2 separate regions of the Mus musculus genome follow, and region 1 is linked to region 2. The links are chromatin contacts, called in public Hi-C maps. All regions are on one chromosome and are shown on one strand. Each heading gives the region's core, a stretch centred on a gene start, on an enhancer-like site or on the middle of the called end of the contact. The rest is flanking DNA. Distances are from core to core; before and after follow the strand shown. Region 1 has its middle 40 kb from the start of Disp3. Region 2 holds the start of Disp3 (dispatched RND transporter family member 3).

The links. A called contact is a pair of places that touch in the nucleus more often than the background predicts.
Region 1: a Hi-C map of cerebral cortex shows a contact between it and region 2, with 2.0 times the contacts expected there. The contact joins the enhancer-like site here to the promoter of Disp3 in region 2. A contact is called at or near these places in 2 of 39 promoter capture datasets (hippocampal neurons and macrophages), 12 of 484 Hi-C or Micro-C datasets (the N1E-115 cell line, cerebral cortex, cortical glia and 5 more), 8 of 115 datasets of contacts at active chromatin or transcription factors (astrocytes, embryonic hindbrain, embryonic midbrain and 2 more) and 3 of 9 other capture datasets (adipose tissue, liver and pancreatic islet).

Annotation. Positions count from the first base shown.
Region 1 is chr4:148,325,848-148,329,759 of GRCm38.p6, forward strand. No RefSeq gene overlaps it. Among named protein-coding and RNA genes, the nearest start is that of Disp3, 40 kb to the left of the region's middle. Within about 2 kb of position 1,639, at least 55 of the 459 cell types and tissues checked have an H3K27ac peak or open chromatin away from gene starts, as enhancers often do. A contact at or near this core is called in cerebral cortex, cortical glia, cortical neurons and 1 more, where this site is marked.
Region 2 is chr4:148,286,669-148,290,512 of GRCm38.p6, forward strand. Disp3 (dispatched RND transporter family member 3) reads right to left here and starts at 1,297. Exons shown (of 21, transcript NM_001083342.1): 1 at 1,055-1,297.

The sequences.
Region 1 (3,912 bases), core at 389-2,888, 40 kb after region 2:
AGCAAGGCTTGGGGTTTGTCTATTTGGGTGACTCATGAATCACAAACTCTAGGCCTGAGGCCAGTCTGGCTAACCCCAACACTGTTCGGATGCAGTGGGCTCTAGCAGCTGAGGCCCTGCCTTGTCTAGCTGGAGTGACCTAACCATGCCCAGCTTGCTGTGGTGGTGCTGTCCCTGTTGGCCTGGAGTCAGACAGACTCATCATGAAACACCTGTCACCCAGTCCTGAATGACTCTGAGCAGTTACCAAGTCTCAGCCCACCTCGGTTTACTCATCCAGGAAATGGCACCTTCCCCTTAAGTGGGGGAGGACTCAGGGAACCATGCTCTTGCCAAGCTAACTTTGGACGTCACCTACACTCAGTGGGCACGGACTTTTCTTAGCACCTTTCCTAAAGGATATGGCATCACTGTGATGACACTTTGAGTGGTCCAAGTCACCACTGAGATCTCAGTCACCAGGTCAGTGGGTGGGGCTAAGCTACTGTGAAAGGTCAATTTATCAACTTTGGGCATGCCTGTGGGGAGGATTGTCACGTTAACTCATATAGGAAAACTGACCACTATGGGCGGCACCATTCCTTGACAGGGATCCTGGAGTGTGTGCTAATTGGCAGTAGTGTGCATTGCTTCCTTCAGATGTAACTGTGACCAGCTGGTGCAAGCCCCCGCTGCCTTGAACTGCGATCTAATATAAGTGCTGTCTTCCTTAAGTTGCTTTTCTCAGGGTATTTTATCACCACAACAGGAAGCGGAAATAAAGACAGTGACAGCTGAGTCATGTGACTGAGCCACGGAGACAGCTCAGCCAATTCAGGAGGCCCCAGCAATGTTTCCTCATGACATAACCCTGAGTTTCCCACAGTACACAGGATTTGCTTCCGGTTTATGTCACAGTGTACACACTTGAAATTGCTGTGGTACACATCAGTGGATCAGACAGTGGGTAGGATCACTGTAAAGAAGGCTGCGCTGGGGCACAGGCTTCCTGTTCCCGTGCACAGCAGAGCTGGCCAGGGAAATGGAAGGGGGTCTCCCAGCCTGAACCAACCTCAAAACTCAACTTAGGTCCCCAAAGAGATCAGGAAGTTGGAGTAGGATCAGGTTCCAGTAAAGGTATGCATGTTCAGACAAGACCATCCTTGGAGATTTCATGGACTAAGAGAGTTCGTGTCCGCAAGCAGCCGTGTAAGAGAAGCCGTCTCTCCAGGGTCCCATAAGCCCTTTAATGACTGGCCTTCTCTTCTGACTACAGCCATGAAGAGGGCAGGGTTCCCCCTCGGATCCCCTTGCAGAATCCTGTGGAGTCGAACTCTGTGTGTGTGTGTGTGTGTGTGTGTGTGTGTGTGTGTGTGTGTGTGTGTGTGTGTTTACTACCTCGGGAAGCCTGAGACTCTAATCAGCATCATTGGCTAATCAATGCCTTCATTTTTCGCCTCTAAGCGGCCAGGGAAGATGGTCATTAAATACTCTTGTAGTAATTCAACAAATCACCGCCTTTTACAGCGTCTGAGGGAGGCAACTCAAGGCGTGCACCCAGCCGCTCTGCTCGCTCGCTCCTTACAGATGTCTCCAGCTGCCTAGCGGATCTCCACAGCCGCTGGGAGGGGCACCGGCGTGCAGCAAGGCTGTGCGGGAAGCAGGGCAGCAGACCTCCTGCATGCCAGGAGGGTTTCCCGGGAAAGCACTTTGAAGGAGGGAGGTCTTAGGGGGAGTTGGGGGAGGACCAGCTCGGAACTGATGAATTAAACATTAGCCGGAGCTTTCTAAGCAGCTGCTACCAGAGAGGATGTTTAATTAATAAAAACACACTCCAGGGGAAGAGGGAGGCTCCAAAAACAAAATAACCAGTCAAGACAGGCAGATGCCCCCTCGCCCAGGGCCTGAGTGACATGGCCGCTCACACCTGACCTCAAGAAGTGGGGGTGAGGGGAGATGCCTCTTCTTGGCCTCAAAGTTCAGGTCTGGGCTAAGACTGTCCACCTCATGGGAACTCTGGGCCTGTACCAGAAGCCTATGGTTGATGCTGTCTTCATCTCTAGTTACTGTATGATCCTGGCAAAGTCATTTCCCACTTCTGGACCTTGGGTTCTTCTCCTACGGTTCCCAGGTGGGGTTCTAGGGAGCTACAGTGCTCCCTGGCAGTGTCTCAGAGAAACCTTGGGTAGACGACATGCAAGTTTTTGAGGTTCTGAGCCCCAACCCCCACTCGGACCAGAGCAACTCTGCTTTGCTTTCATCTGCAAATACACCGTGCTTCAAGTAAGATGTCCTTTGAAGAAAGAACACTGAGGATTTTTCTGAAAAAAAAAAAATGGAAACTAATGGCTTAGATGTTCTCTCCTGTCTCTTCAGGAGCCTGGGCCTCAAAGTGGAGCCATCCCAATTGGACAGTCAGCCAACATCAAGCAGGAGGAGACAGCTGGCCTGTACCAGCTGCCAGGGCCCTGAAAGAAATCTAAAGAAGTCCTAACTTATTTCCAGGAGCTTCCAGCCTGCTATGGCACATAGATGGCACACGCACCATTACTTCTGTTGTCCACAGCAGACATTACTAATCAATCATAGCCCTCTCTCCTCCAAAGATCATATTACACTCACATCCTTTCTCAGTCTGGCTGCAACCAATCAGTTGCAAGTTCTAAGATGCCCCTCCCCCATCAGTCATCTACTTTTCCTCTAACAAATAGAAGTTTACCAAGGTGCTATGGGTTGCAGGAGGGAGAATCTCACAAAGTGGGAAAAACAAACAAACAACCTGCTCTATAGAATGGAGAGAAAGAGGCAGGCAGGAGCTGCACCACTCTTTGAGAAGCAGCATCAAGAGATGTTTTGGTTTTGGTTTTTTTGTTTGGTTGGTTTTGGTTTTGGTTTTTTTGGTTGGTTTTGGTTTTGGTTTTGGTTTTGGTTTTGGTTTTGGTTTTGGTTTTGGTTTTGGTTTTGGTTTTGGTTTTGGTTTTGGTTTTAGTCCAGAATAGTAGAAGCCAGCAGAGGGGAGCCGCAAGCCTGTTGATGTGTGGATGCTGCTTCCACATGGGCTGCTTTAAACAAGATTTCCTTTTCTAGAAGGGAGTTGAGATCGGTGAGCCTGCCACGGAGACTATGCTCTTCTTCGGCCCTGGTCAAACACTGAGGAAGGTATTGTCTCTATGACCTTCTGGCCTTTATCCCTATCCTGGTTCCCTCTCTCAAGCGTCACGCTTCCCCTGCCTGTGTTCTGCCTCCTCGGTCCAGACAGCTCATCCATGCCAACCTATATCTATCTCAGCACTGGGGAGGCAGAGGCAGGCAGACTCTGAGTTCAAGGCCAGCCTGGTCTACAGAGTGAGTTCCAGGACAGCCAGGTGAAGGGAAGAACAAACCACTTCCCCGGCAGCAAATCCTAATGTTGTAACATATGGTCACACTGTGGGCTGAAGCCACCCATCCCTTCCCAGACGCCACCTGACAGCACCGGCCATCCCCATTCCTTCCTCCTGACCCATGCTGGCTACAGATCCCAAGAGGCCATGGCTTGATGACAAGGAGCCCATCCACATGCCACTCGCGATGATAAAAGAAGTGTCTGTCCATCTTCATAAGTCTGTTTGTTTGTTTGTTTGTTTGTTTGTTTGTTTGTTTGTTTTCTGAGCTAGAAAGGCACTTGTGTTTCATAGGGTTGAGCTTATGGACATGTGTCTGCTAGACTCAGTCAGCTGTCATCCGGAATGTTCTTAGTCAATGAATGAGAAATCATGCCTGGCACATGGGACCCCACGGACTAGCTGGGTGGGTGGGGCTTCTCGGACTGTCATTCACAATACATCTGTCACGGGGAAAAGCAGCTCACAGAAGTGGGCACGATGGAGCCCGTGTCGGCAGCCAGGAAGGGAGAAGGAAGTGGAGAAGTGGAGGCCCCGGTGTAATGGCAGA
Region 2 (3,844 bases), core at 47-2,546:
GGGGCTTGTGGGAAGATTAGGCTTGTCCACGTGGGAGTGAATCCTGGGTCTCTGTGTGCATTGTGTGCGCCTACGAGCCACGATGGGAATATATTTATCAGAAAGGAGTGTGGATTTGTGCGTGGAGTGTTCACGAGTGCTCTATACATAGTGTGTGTGTGTACTTCATTTGTGTGTGGAGCTTGGGGCTGGTGGGTTCAGTGCGCTGTCCGAGGTACTGACCGAGAGTGCAACCAGACTAGCACCCGCACCCAGACTCAGGAAGCATCCCTGTACCAGACAGAGATCCAACAGAGGAAGCCTCCGGGGAGGCGTCTCCTAGGAGAGTTGGGAAAAGTCCTCCCAGCGGCAGGGCTAGCTCTCGGGACTCGCCGCCACTCGTGCTGGTCATCTTTTCCTGACTGTGCTCCACGGCTACTCAGATGCCACCCCATCACAGTCCTTATGGATGTTCTGGGTCGACCCAGGGACCCTCTAGCGCTCCACTTCCATCGCCTGCCTGAGCTTCAGAGGTCCTGGCTGGCACGCAGCGGCACCTGCAGCGGGTTCACCGCAGCCCAAGACTCAAAGAAGGTCCCACCAAGCGCGTGAGTGCGCTCAAGTAGGGGGCAGCTACAGGGGCCATCGTTACCTTTTCCTGTTCCCTCCCTCCTCTGAAGTCCCGGCGGACAGCCGGATTTGGGATGGCTTCAGGCTGACGCTCAACTTTTATGAACCCAGACAGACACCTACCGAGACGAGCAGGGGTATGGAGATAGGGAGCCAGGATGATTCTGGACATTAAACACGCTCCCGCAGACCGAAGCTGCAGCCCGTCCCCAGCGTGTTGGTGCAAGCTTCGGGGGCGCAGGGACAAGCTCTGAGATCTGAACTCTGTCCCATTAGCCGGCTTTCTCAGGGCGTTGAGGCCGGGGGTGGCCTGAGAGCGAGAGAACTTCCCGCACTCCCCCCTCTCCCCGCCCCCAGACCGGGCGCATGTGGCACGTTAGACCCTTCCCCTCTCCAGAGTAGCGCATCCCCAGTCCCGATGGCGCCCAGGGGCAGTCTCACTCACCTCGCTGGCTGAGCCGAGCTAGGCTGATACACGGGTGCCGCAGGGGTTAAGGGGCTTCGGCCACCCCGCGGCGAACACTTGTCCCTTGAGGGTAATTTCAGGAGGAAAGGTCCTCAGAGCTGTAGGAGGCCAGCGGCCCCCAAGCTCCGCTCGCTGGCGAGCAGACCGCCGCCAGGTCCGTGACAACTACGTCCCCAGCGCGCACGCGAAGCACTCGCCGCCGCCGCCGCCGCCGCCGCCGCCGCCGCCTTTTATCTGCTGCCCGCCTTTGTTTGGGTCCCGGTTCCTACCACGGGGTGCGGGGGTGTCCCGGGCAGCCTTTAGAGTCGCGCCTCCCCCCGTCCACTGGCGCCTCCAGCATCAGCGCCTGCGGGCTCTGCGTCACCGTCCGGCTTAGGCTTGCTCTCCGCCGCGCGCTGCTGTCTCCCGATTCCGCCGCCAGGCGCCGCCCTGGCTGCCGCTCCCCCTGCGGGAGCCGCGTGGTGGTACAGCCAGCTTCCCGTGTTGGCGAGCAGGGACTGAGCACAGCGCAGCGACCCCTGGGGGTCAGTCTTAGTCTCTGCAAACGGACCTGGCCATGCCCCCTACTGGCCCCCGAGGTTTCTGGGCACCCAGGCCTTTCCCAGGCGTGCGCTCCTGCTGGCTTCTCTCAGCCCCATCTGCCCAGCCTTGGCACCTCACCAGCCTGCTGGACACTCGAGGGCATCCCCGGGTGCCCTCCGGAGGTGGTTGCCAAGCCCAGGCGCCTGGCACCATCTCTTCCTCCCTCCTCTATTCACCTCTCTGGCAGCAGAGCCCAGAGCTCTGCCAGCCCCTGGGACCAGGCACTCGTCCAGTAACAGCAGAAGGTCCGCCTGACACCCCCTGCTGAAAAGATACCCAAAGAAGAAAGAGCCTAGAAACCAAGGCTATCCCTGGTTTCATTTCTCTTTCAGTGCTCCAAAGACATTGGCCTTGATGTCACCCAAGGAGAGCCAAGGGAACCCTCAAAAGGACCTGGCGCCAGCCTCCCGCTGCAGGAGGGACATCACTGCCGGCTGAGAGGCCACCCAGATGATTATGACACGGACCAGGAAGATAAGCATGTAAGCCACAATCTTGGCCTTCAAGAAGTCCCCATTCTATACAAGAGAATGCAGGATCATTATGAAATAAAAATACCGAAAGCCCCTAGCTCTTTGCTGTGTAGCCCATGCCCCCATCTATATTTTTGAAAGAGGAAACCTAGGGGCCTGGGAAATGGCTTAGCAGGTGTTTGCTGCCAAGCCTGACAACCGGAGTTCAGTCTCCAGGGCAAACTCACTTCTGCGAGCTGTCTTCTGACTTCCACTCGTGCCCTGTGGTACACATGCACATCCCCTCCAAACACACATGCCATACATACATACATACGTACATACATACATACATACATACATAGTTTTAATTAAGAGGGCAGTTTGGGAGTTCTCTGAACCCCTCTCACTTTGGGGTTCTACAGGAAAATCCTGTACCACCCGTCCAGCTTTCTCAAACACAGTCCCTGGGGACTGCATTCACTGGCTGGCGGTCAGGTGGACATTTAGCTACTTATGACCCTGGATGCCCCGGAACTCATCTGTGCAGATGCAAATGACCAGAGCCAATGTTTCTACCCAGGTGTTCTCGTCCCTGCACCACATACTCAGAAATGGTTTTTCAGGGGACCCACTGGCCAGCCATCAAGCCTGTCAGAAGATCTGCAGTGAATTCATGCCATCCTGAAGACATTAGGGTTATGAAATGCTCCTGGCAGGAAGGATCCAAGAAAGGGGAGAGAGAGAGAGAGAGAGAGAGAGAGAGAGAGAGAGAGAGAGAGAGAGAGAGAGAGAGTATGAATAGATAGATAGATAGATAGATAGATAGATAGATAGATAGATAGATAGATAGATAGATAGATACTAAGACCTAGAATGGCGGGTGTGTATATTACTGCCACAGGAGCAGAAGCCCAAAGTGGTACTCTAGATAAAACAGCCCCGAAGTGCCTTGCAAATGTCCAGCTCCACCCAACATATCCCAGGGGAAGGCAGAGAAAGAGGAGCCACGGGGGAGGGTGGGAGGAAGGAGAACCAGGGTAATATTTGTTTCTAAGGGAGCAGTGGGAGACACAAAGTGTTCCCAAGCCCAGCTGAGAGCAGAGGCTGCTTTTCTTGGTGAATGGCTCAGTTCTTCTCAGTTTGTTTCAAGGAGCCTCCTTAAAGATTCCCCCCAAAGTCCCTGTGCTGTTCCCTGCAGTTTGACAGAATCACAGGACACCCCATTTGTGTTCCTAGGGTGCTGTGCCTCCCACCAACTCTTGCTTGTTGATATGACCTCCATTCTCCCGGGAACTACATTTAGTAGATTTGATATGGGTCCTGATTACACTCTCCCTGCTTTCATTCGAGTCATTTCTCCCCTCTCTAGACCTTCAGGTAATCTCCAGAGGGCCACTTCTAGTTTTGCCTTTGGTAAGGGACCTTCTTCAAAGGGAATGTACAGAAGCAGGGGACCTGACCATGGACTCTGTGTGTGTGTGTGTGTGTGTGTGTGTGTGTGTGTGTGTGTTGCAGAGTGATGTTCAGAAATTCTGAAAGGATCTGATTTTCCCAGGCCATCAGCAGGGTTTTAAAATGCAAATAGAACCAACCAGGCCTTTGAAATATGTCTGCTGTAAAGGAGAGCCTGTTGTGGCAGTGGAACAGGTCAAAGTGTGGAAAGCGGTGAGAATCCTTCTCTAGGGCTGATCTCAGCTTTTTCTCTCCTTGTCTAATCCCCTTATATGAAATT